2 separate regions of the Mus musculus genome follow, and region 2 is linked to region 1. A link is a contact called in public Hi-C data. All regions are on one chromosome and are shown on one strand. Each heading gives the region's core, a stretch centred on a gene start, on an enhancer-like site or on the middle of the called end of the contact. The rest is flanking DNA. Distances are from core to core; before and after follow the strand shown.

Region 1 (7,280 bases), core at 1,402-3,901:
TCTATTTCACTGAGGCCTCGTGTTTCTGACAGTTGTGTATGAAGGTGTTGGTCTGTGCCTGGCTTTCCACCTGCTCGCTGCCCCGCACTGTGGAGATGTTGCTACTGTCGTTAGTCCCCCAGTTCTGTTCTCTTGGGTTGAACCATCCTGGTGGTGCCCAAAACACTTCTGCTGCAGCAACATCCACCTTAATTTTCTGGTTTGAGTTAGTCAGGCAGAAAACACAAGCGGAGAGCAGTGCCTGTAAAGAGGCTTGGTTCTTCTCTGTGAACATCCGCACCTGAAGAAGGCCACGATAATCCTTGCGGAATGAGAACCTGGGCTTGCTTTCTGGCTGGGTGGAATTGATTGCTGAGACTCCTGCGGGGGCCTGTAGTATTGAATTAATCCACACGAAATTGCTGTCTGTATAAAGAGTCTGATTTGGCTCAACTGAAGAGGAAACCCAGCAGCCTTGGTTCCAGGGGTGAGAATTCTTTTAATTAGTTCTGTGTCATTAGGAGTCCATTGAAGACTATCTAAATTAACACACATCATTTAGAACTTGGAACCTGGAACCTGAAAGGTGAGATTTGTTTTTTTTATTCTTGCTCTTGGTGTTTTTGCTCAGTGTCCGTGTTCCCTGAACCTTAAGGAAGAATGGAGAGTGTATACAGAACCCTGGGCAAAGGCAAACAAATACAAATAGAAATATTACTTATTCGATTGCAGGTTAGAACTATCTTCAGTTCCCCGTGACAATAATTTAAACTTGCAGCTGTTCCTTTATGAATTTTTATGAGTTTTCTCTCTTTCTTTTTTTTTTCCTGCTGAGAAGACAATTCCACTACAGGAATATATTAACACGACGGCTTCCCCTCCCCTTTCCTCCAAATTTTTCAGTTATAATTCCATCTGTACTAAAAGCCAGTTCGGGCAGCCTTGGCCCAGACTTTTCTGCAGGAAAATCAAACCTCAGCTTCAAAATATAAACCAAAGGGCTGTTTTTTCCACCCAGGTCTTCTACAATTAGTTTCAGGTAAGTTACCATTAAAGTACTGTTCCTTAGAGCTAAAGGCAGAAACCCATCTACTTAATCATATTAATCAAAACATCTGCAGTCAAATATTCTCCTGTGTTAGTGTTCCTGGGTAGATTTAAATAACATTGACAGAAAACACTTATTTTCTCTCATTTTCAAATGTCAAGCAGGTTTTCAGAATCTGGTGTTCAGCACAGTTTGGGAGGCAGGAGTGGGGGGCGGATGGGGGAACCAATGATACACAATCCAGCTAAGGATGGTGTTTTCCTTTCTTCTTTAAGCCAAGAGCAATTACTTTTCATTTCGGGATTAAGACCTGCGGGGGTTGTGGCTGGTTGTTGGGGCTCCCAGTTGCAGCATGCCTCCTTGGTCCCTCGCCAGCCACAGCACTTGGCTGTGCAGGTAGCAGCTGGCGCTGGGAGTGCCTCTCCAGCCTACATTCCTTGGCCGTGAATCTCAAAGTCCTGTTTATCTGATGAAGACCTCTGGGTAGTGGATTGCTCATGACAGTGTCACACAGATCTTAGTGAGTGACATGGAAAGATACCGAATAGTTTTTCCTCTTAGAATGCCAACCAATCCTGAATTCCCCATCTCCTCCACTCGAGCTGATTGCCACAAAGGCCTGGGACTAAGAGCCAATGAGACTTTTCTTATGCCCACCAAAGTACAGCAGGACACATACAGGTCCTCTCTGTGAGCCTGTCACCGCAGTCTGTTCGGATTTTTAAAAATTACATCTGCGCCTTCAGTGAGCCTTACTCTGCATTGATAAGCCATTTCCACTGCACAGCAGTCTCTTGGAGTACCCTGGAAATTGGTTCCAGGACTTCCCTCCCACCAGAGGGTATAAGATTTGACATTTCTCAAGTCCCTGGTGTAAGACGGTGCACGTTTGCAGTAACCCTCCACCTTCCTGTAAGTTTCCATTGACTTTTATAACTACTACACTCAATAGGATGCAACATTATACACATATTATTATGTGCTCTTCAGAGAATTTTGACAAGAAAAAACTCTGTACATTTTCAACATTTCCCTTGAATTAAAAAAATTACTATCATGTGCACACGACATGCTTGTGGGGGCACACGCCACAGTATGAGTATAAGTATATAAGCGTTTTGCCTTCAGGTATGTCTGCTGTGGGCCACGTGTGTGCCTGGGGCCCATGGAGATGGTGGATACCCTGGAACTGAAGCTACAAACAAGTGGGAGGTGGAGAGTGAACCCAGGTCTTTAGCAAGAACAGCAAATGCTATTAACTGCTGAGCCATCTCTCTAGCTTCCCCACATCCAGTTTTACTTATTTTTTTAAAATCAAGCACGACTTAAGGGTCTGTGCTTGTATTTACAAACACCACCAGCAGCTTTAGCACACAAAAAGCCACTCTTCCCTAGGTTGTCAAGAGTTAGCATGGATGACTTTGTAGCTCCCACCCCATCCACCCCTTCATAGACCAACTTATTCATTCTTTGGGAGAGATGACCCAGAGAACTACAAAGACAAATGCAGATGAGGTGGGTGTGTGACTGAAGAACAGGAAGTCCGCTGTTACTGTGAGTAACCCAGAGTATTTGCCACAACTTGTCCAGAAGACGGTAGCTCTGTCTACAACAGGACTCCTCTCCTTTCTCTGGCTGCCCTCTGCTGGCACTGCTAGCCAGTGAGATAGTGACCCAAGCTGGGCATGTGGGAAGATGACTTGCTGCTTTGATGGACAGCTGGTTGAATCGCTTCAATTTGTGGGTCTACTGCATGGATCATCTGAACTTCCCTTTGCTGGGCCTTCGCCTGGGCAGCATTGACCTCCCAAGAGGCCTGGGCTGTTCTAGGAGCAGACATCAGTCTGCTCATCTGTGTGAGATGGACCAAATGGCCTTGTGTTTCCTCTTTGTCTTTTGCTTCTTTCATCTCCAGAGCCATCCCACGATGGCCAGCAGCTGAGCCAGGTCCTTCCCCTGCCAATCACAAATACCCTTCCCTGTTCACCAGTCCCTGGGAGCCTTCACCCACTCCATCAGTGAAAGGTATTTACAAGGGTCTGGGAAGCCTGACAATCTGCTAATGCAATGCTGGAGATAGCCCGAAAGAAACTCTAGGCTGGTTTCCTGTTTCCAAGGACAGCAGGATGTGTCAGCTGCTGGAGCAGCCGATGCCCTTGGAGAGGAGAGAAACTAGAGAGTGTGACCAGTCGGTGACCTCACCCTCCTGCTGTCCCAGGGGTGTGGACAGGTTTCTGCTCCTGGTGGCTAAATGTCAGTAAAAGGGGATGAAAAATGTGATTGTTTTCCTTTAAGAAATATTAAAAGGAGAGTGGTGTCTGGGAAGTAGAACCATTAGTGGAATCTATTCCAGTATTATGGTTAATTAATTTAGGGGGCTTTAATGCTATTTCATTATGCAGCCTTTGAGAGCTTTCTGGTAAATGCCTATCCCATAAATACTAACATGACTTCATATGTATAATTTCCCTTCAGAAGAGTGAGGGTGAATTATGACCTAGGAACTAATTTGCACACAGCTCTACCCAGACAATACAAAGATGCCTCTTGATGAACACCGTTCACTGCGTTTGGAAGCTCGGGAAAACACTCGGACAGGCCATCTACATTTTAAGGCCACGGTTGTCAGTCTGGTTGCGTCCCAAAGCAAAACACTTGGCCACCAGTTTCACCTTGCTAGGAACTAAAGAGCTGCCTTCTGTACTTTATGCTGATATTAAATAGTAAGCATTGAACTGTTGGAAGAAACAGCTCCGTGCACAGATAAATCGTTCCTCTAAGATGGCTGTGTTTCAGTGCATTATGTTCAGTCCTATTTATCCATGCCTCACATTTAATCAGCCAATTTTCTATTTATGAAATACGTATATAGGTTCCTTAGCTCTGCTCAGGTACAATACAGTCCAAGCACCAGCCCACACGTTCAAAGTCCCCGCCTTATGAACAGCCTCTTTTGGAATGTCAGAATTTTTAAAAGAAAATATTTGGATTTCATCATTTAGAAGGTGTGCTGTATTTGTTCAATATTATAGCAGTCTGTGATGTTATTGAAAAATATTTGTTTTGCCAGTTTGACAGCTTTCTAACAGAGCTCTTGGGTTTAGTTTTGTTTATAGTTCTGTGCTTCAATAGCTGGCTTGGGATTAAGTGGATGTCTGTGTTTTTGTCGAGAGTTTATTAATTGGTTGCCTCTGAAAAATATTTTAAGCGGAAAGTCATTCCCAAACAGCAGCGGTAGGAAGCAGCATTGCTGAGCTAACTGTAAGCCGTGTTCTCTGGTCATTCTCTCAGTGGACATACATTTAACACACGCTGGCTGACACTGACTTAGCCACAGGTGACGGGGCGCAGAGGTCTCCTCCAGAGCACATGTTGGAAGTCAGTTGTCCCTGGAACAGTATGGAAAGGCAGGGCCATCAAGAGATGATTCTGTTATTGGAGCAGAGCCGTCACAAATCGATCGAATGACAGTGCCTTCAAAGGGAAGGCTTAGTTACAGTAAGAGGAGATTCCTAACCAAGAGAGTGACTTGGCCCAGTTTCTAGATCCCCCTGGAGTATGCTTGCTTAGGAAGCAGCATGAAGCTCCCCCATGACTTCCCCAGCCAAGACAGCACCATGCTCTTGGGTTTCCCAGCCTCCTGCAGTGTTTTGCAATAGCAACAGAAAATGAATCGAGATGATAGAAACTGTAAACGTGGCCCCTGTCACCACAATAGATCTAGAGACTTAGAAATACATGTTACACTTGATGTCTTTAGAAGACTGCTTTAGGGTTCCCTGGGATGCCCAGCTCCTTGGATGCCCTTGTACCCTCTGTGAAAATGATGCAGGATTTGCATGTTATCTCTACACACCCTCCCGTGTGCTTCAAATAATCTCTGGGTCACTTGAGACACCTACTGTGATGCAAGTGCTATGGAAATGCATGCTTAAGTGTTTTGTCTGGGCAATAACGAGAAAAAAAGCATATGCGTGTTCAATATTGACACAAGCTTTAAAAATAATTTCAGTCTGCCCTTGGTTGATTCCAAGGAAGGGGGACCTACTGCTATAGTGTATTATTTCAGAACATTTGATTCATCTTTATATTGACATAGTCATAAAATACTGTCTTTAATATTATAACGGATGGACGGCTTATGAAGGCACAAGTTCAGGAACCTCTGAACACACACACACACACACACACACCCCAAATAAAAATAATAAGAGTTGTGAAAACTGGGCAGTAGCGGCACACACCGTTATTCCTAGCTCTGGGGAGGCAGAAGCAGGCAGATTTCTGTAAGTTTGAGGCCAGTGTGGTCCACAGAGAGTTCTAGGACAGCCAGGGTTACACAGAGAAACCCTGTCTCGGAAAAAGAGAAAAAAGAAAAATGATAATGGCCTCCCTTCTGGGCTGAGCAGCCCATGGGACACGCCCATTAGCTCCTGTTTGCTCAGCCAGTCACCAGGTGAGTCTTTGGTCCAAATCTACCCTTTGCGTTAGCTGTTAGAACACCAGTGCACATAACAGAACTTTAAGCGCATGTGACTCTTTTTGCTTGCTTATTACAATGATGCCCGTTCTGAAAAGAGTTGTGTGCAGCTGATTGAACTGACTACAGAGTCCCCAGTGGCTCTTGCCACTGAACGGACACACTACAGGGCAGCTGCCCAAGTCTGTGTCGTCTGTGTCAGTTGAGATTCAGACACAGGTGACCTCAGTCCAGTTCTACCCAGAGGCCCCAGTTCCTCATTTTATCTTCTGAGGAGGCAGAGTCTGGGCTGCCTTTGAACTTAAAATCCTCCGGCTTCCACTATGTGGGAGCTGGGATTGCAGATGTGAGCCACCAAGCTTAGTGCATAAATGTTTGTCTTAAGTGTTGCGCTTTTCTCAGAAGGCAGTTTTGAATACCCGTGTCTGGTGACGAAGCGTGGCTGTGGCTGGGGTAGCCAGCATCTCTGCTGTGTGAAAGCTGAAGTGTATATATTTGGAATACATTCTTCTAACAGGCTGTCACCCCCACCTCCCCGTGGAGTGGGGCTTGGAGTGGAATTGTTAATTGGATTTAAAAAATGGACAAGGTCTTCTCGAGGTATCTGTGGGCTCACTTGCAGATTCAAACCATTTCTTCTCATCTCCAGTGGTTCAGTGTCCACTTGCCACACTCTGAGTAGAAAGACTTTCATGTCACAATCTGAGGGCTGTGGCCTGTACTTTTATTTAGCTGCCACCATCATCAATTTCCCCACTGTCTCACGTGTCTTTTGGGAACTTGGCCCTCAGCTCAGGATCACCTTGATGAGCGTCTGGCCTTTGGTTAGAATCTTTGTTTTTAACACCAAAGCATCCTTATCGTCCCACGGTCACTTTTCTTCTTCCTCAGGGTTGAGGTGTCCAACTTTGCCTTTGCGCTCAAGTCTTCCTTCCTTTACTGCATGAGGTGCGGAGGAGGAAAGAGCTCATCTTCAGTTATCCCTGTTTTCTCTCTCTCTCTCTCTCTCTCTCTCTCTCCCTCCCTCCCTCCCTCCCTCCCTCCCTCCCTCCCTCCCTTCCTCCCTCCCTCCCTCCCTTCCTCCCTCCCCCCCTCCCTCCCTCCCTCCCTTTCCAGGACTACCCAGCTGAGGGGTTATCAGATGAGGAGATGTGTGGGAAGCACTCTGTAACCTGAAGAGGAACACGGATAGGAAATTTCACCTTCAGCCTACCTTCCCACTTCAGAATCATCTAGAACTTATCAATATAAACAAGTTATAGACATTACTCTCTACCCAACTTCTGATTTGTTACCTTAAAGTTGGACCTCTGTGGAAGGTGAGTATGTGCCTGTCTCTTCCAGCATCCGAGATGCTGTGAGCAGCATTCGCCTCTCCAGGCTTCTGTTATCTTACAACACTGGTTTATCTGGTTATTTTTTAACTCTCTTCCAGTCAGCATCTTTCTTTCTATCTCAGAATATGAGTGGTTCCCCTCATTCCATCCTTTTCTTCTGTCTTGTTCTCGTGAACACTCTTTGAAACTACCCACAGATCTCTCTCTTCAACCCATGATAAATAAATGCCTGCTCTAAGTTTAACCTCAAAGTCTCATTAGCACTCCAACACAATGTACAGTATATTAAAATGGGCTGTTACCTCACACTAAATTCTTATCATCCTATCATAGCTAAGAGTTGCCTTGCTACCCTGTCACCTAGACTTAAAGCCTGCCTGTTCTATCCGGAACTCCTGTGTCTGTGTCTCCTTTACCCCCAGTCCAGTTCTACCCC
Region 2 (7,280 bases), core at 3,352-5,851, 100 kb after region 1:
TTAAATGTAGCCTCACCCCTGCCCTTCACATATATGCAATACTCACAGAGAGTAGTCAGCCTCTGGCTGCTCTTTAGGAGGGCCAGGGATCAATTCTCAGAACCCACATGGCAGCTCACACCTGTAACTCCAGTTCTAGAGAATCTGACATCTCCTCTAGCCTCTGTGGGCACAGCATGCATGTGGTGCACAGACATACATGTGGACACACACATACACAATGAATGAATGAATGAATGAATGAATGAATGAAAATTTTAAAAGAATGTTTCTTAACCAGCCATCAAGCATTCATTTCATCCCAGGTTGCCATATAGTGTAAATAGAAATTGGACAGATTGATCCAGAACATGTTAGACAGCTTCACCTCCTACCACCTCGCCTACCCAATTGATTCGTTTGGCTTAACAAACTTCATCCTGCATCATGCTCAAATGATAACAAGGTTCATGGTTTCCGAGAGAATAAAACTTTATGCACCTGCAGAGCTGAGTTTAACAAGAAAGTGTCTAGACAATTGGCAAGCAGCTCTTCAAGCCTTCAGATACCTGTTTCTGCCACAAAGTACCATCCATCCATTCGTTTGTGTTGAGACCTTTTGTCTAGATCAGTGGTTCTCAACCTTTCTAATGCTGCGACCCTTTAATACAGTGTATCATGTTGCAATGACCTCCCCAATCATAAATTATTTTGTTGCTACTTCATAGCTGTAATTTTTCTACTGTTATGACTTATAACATAAATGTCTATATTTTCCCATGGTCTTGGGTGACTGACCCCTGTGAAAGGGCCATTCAGTGCCCCCCTAAAAAATCGGTCGTGACCTGACCTATAGGCTGAGCACCACGGATCTAGATCTTATCTGGACAGCCATAATGAATATGCAGTTCTTCCTGACAAAGAGGGGTTTTCCCATGCTTTGCCACCAACACCACCACTCCCCATGGGCAATAAATGAGCAACACACCTCCAAGGGTCTCGTCTCTAGAACTTAGCAGCTGAGACAAGTTTCTGACACCCTTCGTACAACTCACAATCTACCCCGTGCTCCCCCTCCCCATCTCTGGGTTGTTTGTACCTGTGCATATCATTCACTGCCCAGCTTTTTCCAGTCTGACAGTTATCCTTGCAGAAGCCCAGACCAACACATTCAGATTTGAATACAGAACACTTCAAATCTAACAAGACCGAAACAGAATTTTTACATCTTTCCACCCTTACAGTGTGGATTAGTTTTATGTTAGCTTGGCACAAGCTAGAGTCACCTGGACACTGGGATGTAAGCAAGCCTGTATGGGGCATTTCTTTATTAGTGATTGATGTGGGAGGGCCCACCCCATTGTAGGCTGATGGTCCCAGGTTTCCAAAAAAGCAGACTGAGCAAGCCAGTAAGCAGCATCCCTCCATGGCCTCTTCATCAACTCCTGCCTCCAGGTTCCTGCCCTGCTTGAGTTCCTGTCCTGACTTCCCTCAATGTTGAACAGTGATGAAGCCTTTCCTCCCCAAGTCGCTTTGGTCGTGATGTTTCATCTTGCATCTTAACCCTAACTTAGACACATATTCTCCTAACTCCCTGCCTTCATACAGATGAGAAGTGATGCCCTTTCTAGCCGATTGTTCATCGCGAAAGCCTACAATCATCCTGCTCCATCATCTCCCTTCTCTGCATCTAACCCACCAATCCCATCAACTCTCCTTTGAGAGCACAAGCCAGGGGCTGGAGAGACGGCTCAGCAGTTAAGAGCACTGACAGCTCTTCCAGCGGTCCTGAGTTCAAGTCCCAGCAACCACATGGTGGCTCACAACCATCTATAATGGGATCTGATGCCCTCTTCTGATGTGTCTGGTGTGTACTCACACACATAAAATAAATAAATCTTTAAAAAGAAAAAAAAGAGAAAGCACAAGCCAGATTCAGACATGTTCGCTCACCTGCACTGCCCCCATGGCTGCATGAGCTCACCATTGCCATCCATCTCCCTCTTAGACATGAGTTCAAGGACAGACTGAACACAGTGTGAAATTCAAAACAAAACAAAACAAAACAGCAATTGTGTGCATGTCAGGAAGATAGCACAGCCGCAGGTAGAGACACCAACTGTACAGGCCTGGAGACCCGAGTTCTGTTCCTAAAGCCCTCATAGATGGTGCGAAGCGATGCCCAAAAGTTGTCCTCTGACCTGCACATATGCACCACTCCCCACAAATAAAAACAATATTTTAAAACTGGGTAGGGTCATCCAGAGTGACTTAAGATCTGTAATGTATGAATCCTGTATTGAAATTCAAAATATTCCCCATACGTTAGATCTGTTTGCTTTTATGTTATAAATGGCAGCGGGCACCTTTTCTGAACTCCCGGAAAGTCATGGCGTTTTGAGTGCTTATGCCTATTGCTTGTTTTGGATGGCGTGCACGGCAAACTTTTACAGCTCTCCGCTTTCTGGAAAACTAGCTTAAGATGTAGACATTTGTCGTTTTCCTGACTTTTTAACATGCTGGATTTCTGCAGGCCTTTTGGCAGCTGACACTTATTTTCATTTGGCCTTTGGTGGCAGAGCACTGTTTTCTTTGTCCTCTGCAGGCTGAAAGTCAGTGGCTCTTGGGCACTCAGAACATGCACTATGTTCCCACCATCAACAAGGAACGGGAACACGTGGATGTAAATGGTGGATGTAAATGGTATCTGTCAGGAGAAGTGTCAAGACCAATGGAGTTCTCTTTGCTTGTCAAGTGGGAAACTGATTGTCACTTTGAATGTTCTTCCAGGGGATAGTCTCAGGGTGACATCTTTAGGGAGAGCCTTTGGAATCTCTGGAACTTCGTCGTCGTTGCTCCAGACAGTGCAGGAGTATCTGTGTTATCACTGGTTTTGTCACCTCGTGCACTCTGGCCCCAGTGGCTTACCTTCTGTGCTTCTGTCTACACTTCTTTGAAGCCCCAGGTCCTGCAGATCTGTGCCCCGATGCACAGGCGAGTGCTAGAATCTCAGCTGGACACTCTGACATGCAGAACTGTAACGGTTAGGCTTCATCTACAGAACTGAGACAGTGGAGCCCTTCCCATGGCTCATTTAACTTTACAGATTGCTGTTTGTGAGCTGTTTCCTATAAGCAGGTTGGTCTTAATATGAGGGTTGTTGGAAGTATCATTTGATCAACACTCGTATCAGCTACCAGAGCAGATGTTATCAGTTGAAAAGTTACATCTTACATAGTATATAGTCTGAGTGACATCAAGGCTTTCCCCCATACCTACAGAAAGAACGATGTCTCTTGTTGGCAATTGTTTCTATCCCCAAAGTTAGTACCCTTAGTTATATGGTGATCTGTTACTAACTCTTTGGATATTTTCTTTGGATGATCAATATTTATCATATAAGTGAATGGGTTTCTTGCGTTTAATGGAAAAATGCAAATCAAATTGCTTAGGAAATAAACACTCTCATATAAAGTCCCAGGCTGCTAGATCCATCCCTTCAGCAATGTCAGAGGCTGCAGACTCTCTCCATCTCCATACCCAGTTGCCGCTTGGTGGCTGCACCAGTTTCAGGCACCACATCCATACCCAATATCCAAAGGAGGGTGAGGGGGTTTGTTCCTTCCTACGGCTATGGGAACGGCACAACAGATTTCCCGTTCCCGATCAGAACTGAGCCACTTGGAAAAGAGGTGAAACTAACATCATTGACTTGTTCCTGGGAGGTAGCTGTAGGGACGTGGTGGTGACTGAACGGCACATGCAGTGTCAGATCACTTTAAACAATGGTTGGCACTTAGAAACCGAGCTTAATAAGATTTCCCATGTAATTGGTGATGGAGAGTACCTGTCCTACTAAAATCATTATAGAGCCCAGGTTGTTGACTGTTGATGGATAGGTTCCTCTGTTCTGATTGCTCTGGAGTCTAAGCTGAGGAGATGACATAATGACAAAGAAGCCATTCTGCAGTTGTGCCAAAGGACAAAGGCTCCATTCCCCCAGGAGAGCACAAAGCAGGACTTTCCATTTGAGAAGGAACTGGGCTTTATTAGTGCAGAATTCCCAGGGGAAAGAACCCAGGATTGTCACCCAAAGGAGGACTGAGCAGAAAAGATCGTTTGATCCTGGGTGTCCGAGAACTGGCTATGTAAACCCTCCATTCTCGGGAGGGTTGGTCCTGAGAAGTGGGTGAGGCATGAGCCCATCACCGATGAGATCTGTATGATGTGTGAGAACACACATGAGAACACACAGAGCTTGGCAGGTGACAGGAATCCATTATCTTCTCATGGATTCATCAGTGGCTCACAGGCATAAAGGCACGGTGACAGTCAACCCCAAAATTAAATGTAATTATCAATTATTAATGTTAGGTGAGCATTCACACACCTTCTTTTCTGTCTAATTTGTTCAGCAGAGATCGCCTGTTCACCTCTAAGGGCATCCATTCTGCTGGAATTTTAAAATTCTCTTTTGGTTTTAATCCCATCTTTCCTCCATCCTTGGACCCAGCCTCTTGCTTCTGATTGAATTTGCTTGAATACCAGAATACTCGCCTCATGAATAACCAACCATCTGGGGTGTTTTCAGTAAACTCCGTGGGAGGAAAAACGCGATCACACACTAGCGGCTGCCAAAAGCAGTTTTGAGAGTACAACTCTTAGAATCTAGAACAGGAAATGACCTCATCTTAACCTCTGGCCCACTCATATTACAAATATAGGTACAAAGATGCAGAATATCCTGGTTGATTTTTAGTGCTTGTCACTAGAAATAAATCAGTAAGTTTAGAAATCCAAGAACTCTGTGGAGGAAAGATGCAACAGATATCTCAGTCTGTGGGAAACGTTTTTTTAGAGATCTTATTCATGAAATGGTTATTTTTATAAGGATTCAGTAAGAGGGAAAGTGAGCTGTTTATATAACAGTTGTACATATTGGCCATTCTATAAATATGAGACGTTCCCAGACTAATCAGAAGATGAAATGCCATTTATTCAACTCTGATAACTTGAAACGTTCAGGGATTAAATGTTTCCAGTTATACAGGCCACTTTTCTAAAACAATAATTCATTCATTCGTTTTTTGGAGACTTGGGTCAGCTGCTTAGAATCAGGAGACCATCTAAGAAGCTCCTTTTGTTTCTAAGCATAGGTAGCTTTCCAGCAAGGCTAATAACTAGTGTAGACATTTTGATTGAACTTAAATGTCACCTCCTCAAAGAGCCCTTGTCTAAATAATGTGCTTGCCTTGTTTCTCAAACAGGAAGTGTCCCACACGTGATATTATAACAAACTATATATGACTTACATGGTTTGAGTTTTATAACCACAGAGGCACTATATGCATAACACATGTATATACAAATATGTATATATATATATGTATATATATATATACACACACAAACATTTCTATGACTGAGACAGGGGCCATATCTATTTTTACTAAATTAAAAATTATTAACCTAGACCCTTGGGGGCTCCTAGAAACTGAATCAGCAACCAAATAGCATATGTGGACTAGATCTAGCCCCCCTCTACCCTACACATATGTACCAGAAGTGCAGCTTGGTCTTCATGTGGGTCTCCCAACAATTGGAGCAGGGGCTATCCCTGACTCTGTTGCCTGCCTGTGGATCCTGTTCTCCTCACTGGGCTTTCTTCAGTGGGAGGGGATGTGCCTAGTCCTACAGCGACCTGGTGTGCCAGGGTGGATTTGTACCCAGGAGGATGTCTCCCTTCTCAGAGGAGAAGGGCTTGTGGAGGGAGGGGACTCAGAGAAGCAGGGATGTAAAGTGAATAAATAAATATATTAGTGGAAAGGATTATTAACAACTCCGCACATGCTTACGATGTAACTTGGCCATCTTCTGCCCATCGCCCTCTCTCGCCCCACTGAATCTTCCTCCCCCTCAGGTTGTGCACCCACTTTCATGCCTTCTTTCTGTCTCACTTGTCACTCACAGAACTTGATTAGGGTGGCTTTCGTGAGCATGGATAGGGAATTTGTTACTGCCATGTGCAACTTGAGAGTGTCCATAGCACTGAAGAAAATGGCTCTCTTGCCCTCAGCAACGATTAGCTGCCAATAGCTCTCTTGAGGGATATGGCCTCAAGAGACCCCCATCTGTGCTGGAATGCTGAGGGGCCAAACTTGGAGCAGGCATCACAGCTGCTGTGAGTTCATGAACACAACAGTCATGCCATGTTCAGAAGTCAGCTTCTCACAGGACCCCGCCCATCCCCACCTCTGACATTCTGAGTTCTCTGAACCTTGGAGGGCTTGCCATACCTATTTTTTTTATGACCACTGATCACAACCTATCATGATGTCTAGCTCTCAATAAACATTCATTATTTACGTAACTAAATGGGTTAAAATAGATTCCCAAGGTACTGCTTTGGAGATACACACACATATAACACACACACACTTTTGTTACTTTCATTTCTTTGGGTATCTGTTAGCTATATACTTATTTTAGGCATTTTTTCAAATTTGACTGTATTCAATGAATTGTAGATTAAGAAGGTTTTTTTGTGTGTCTAGGACCCCTGGGAAGAAATCACTATCAGCTCAGGACCACCAAGACCAAGTTTCAGCACAAGGGAGATTTATTTGCCCTGGAAGGACAGAGGGCAGGGAATAAGAGACAAAGACAGGTGATAGAGGATGGGGGGAGAAGAGGAAGGGAACAAGGGAGAGTCTGCAAAAGAGACAAAGGACTGCCCCTGGATAGTGAAGAGACAGCTGTGGCAAATAGGAACATGGTAGTTTTTTAAACATAAAAGGGGAACCCACCCTTCGCCTACCCCACACATTAGGGTGGAGTATTAAATTTTAATTGGACATGTTAATTAGGTGACCCAAAAGAGACTTTTGATTGCTTGACTTTAGTACTTTGATAGCTGGACCTTGGTAGTTAGTCTTAGGAAAAGGAAGTAGCCAAATAAAGGAATAGACCTTGTGGGAAGGGGGGGGGGGGGGCAAAGCCTGCCAGAGCCTTCACCCTGGGCATTTAAAATGGTATTCATGAGAATCTATTAGGAAAGTCTTACAAATGGTGAACCATATTCTAAGGAAACAAGTTGGAAATAATCATATCATTTTCTTTTTGCTTCTAACCAAGGAACTTTGCAAACACAGGCTTAACTAAAACCTTTTTAAACTTGGAGTTCCCTGGGTCCCCGTTTTTATTGCTATGTAGCTAAACAACCTAAGCATGGGCCTGTGTGTCTGTTTTCTCAATTTTTGCAGGTCACAGGTTTGAACATGGTATATCTTGAGGGTTTTGTT

The links. Hi-C and Micro-C count contacts between places; a contact is called where the count stands out from the background.
Region 2: a Hi-C map of the C2C12 cell line shows a contact between it and region 1, with 2.3 times the contacts expected there. The contact joins two enhancer-like sites. A contact is called at or near these places in 1 of 15 datasets of contacts at CTCF or cohesin (the NIH/3T3 cell line), 5 of 484 Hi-C or Micro-C datasets (the C2C12 cell line, the HL-1 cell line, embryonic stem cells and 2 more) and 1 of 115 datasets of contacts at active chromatin or transcription factors (embryonic fibroblasts).

Annotation. Positions count from the first base shown.
Region 1 is chr3:145,727,105-145,734,384 of GRCm38.p6, forward strand. No RefSeq gene overlaps it. Among named protein-coding and RNA genes, the nearest start is that of Ddah1, 28 kb to the right of the region's middle. Within about 2 kb of position 2,652, at least 82 of the 459 cell types and tissues checked have an H3K27ac peak or open chromatin away from gene starts, as enhancers often do. A contact at or near this core is called in the C2C12 cell line, the HL-1 cell line, the NIH/3T3 cell line and 1 more, where this site is marked.
Region 2 is chr3:145,829,525-145,836,804 of GRCm38.p6, forward strand. All of the region lies in intron 1 of Ddah1 (dimethylarginine dimethylaminohydrolase 1), which reads left to right. Among named protein-coding and RNA genes, the nearest start is that of Gm35187, 58 kb to the right of the region's middle. Within about 2 kb of position 4,602, at least 40 of the 459 cell types and tissues checked have an H3K27ac peak or open chromatin away from gene starts, as enhancers often do. A contact at or near this core is called in the C2C12 cell line, the HL-1 cell line, the NIH/3T3 cell line and 1 more, where this site is marked.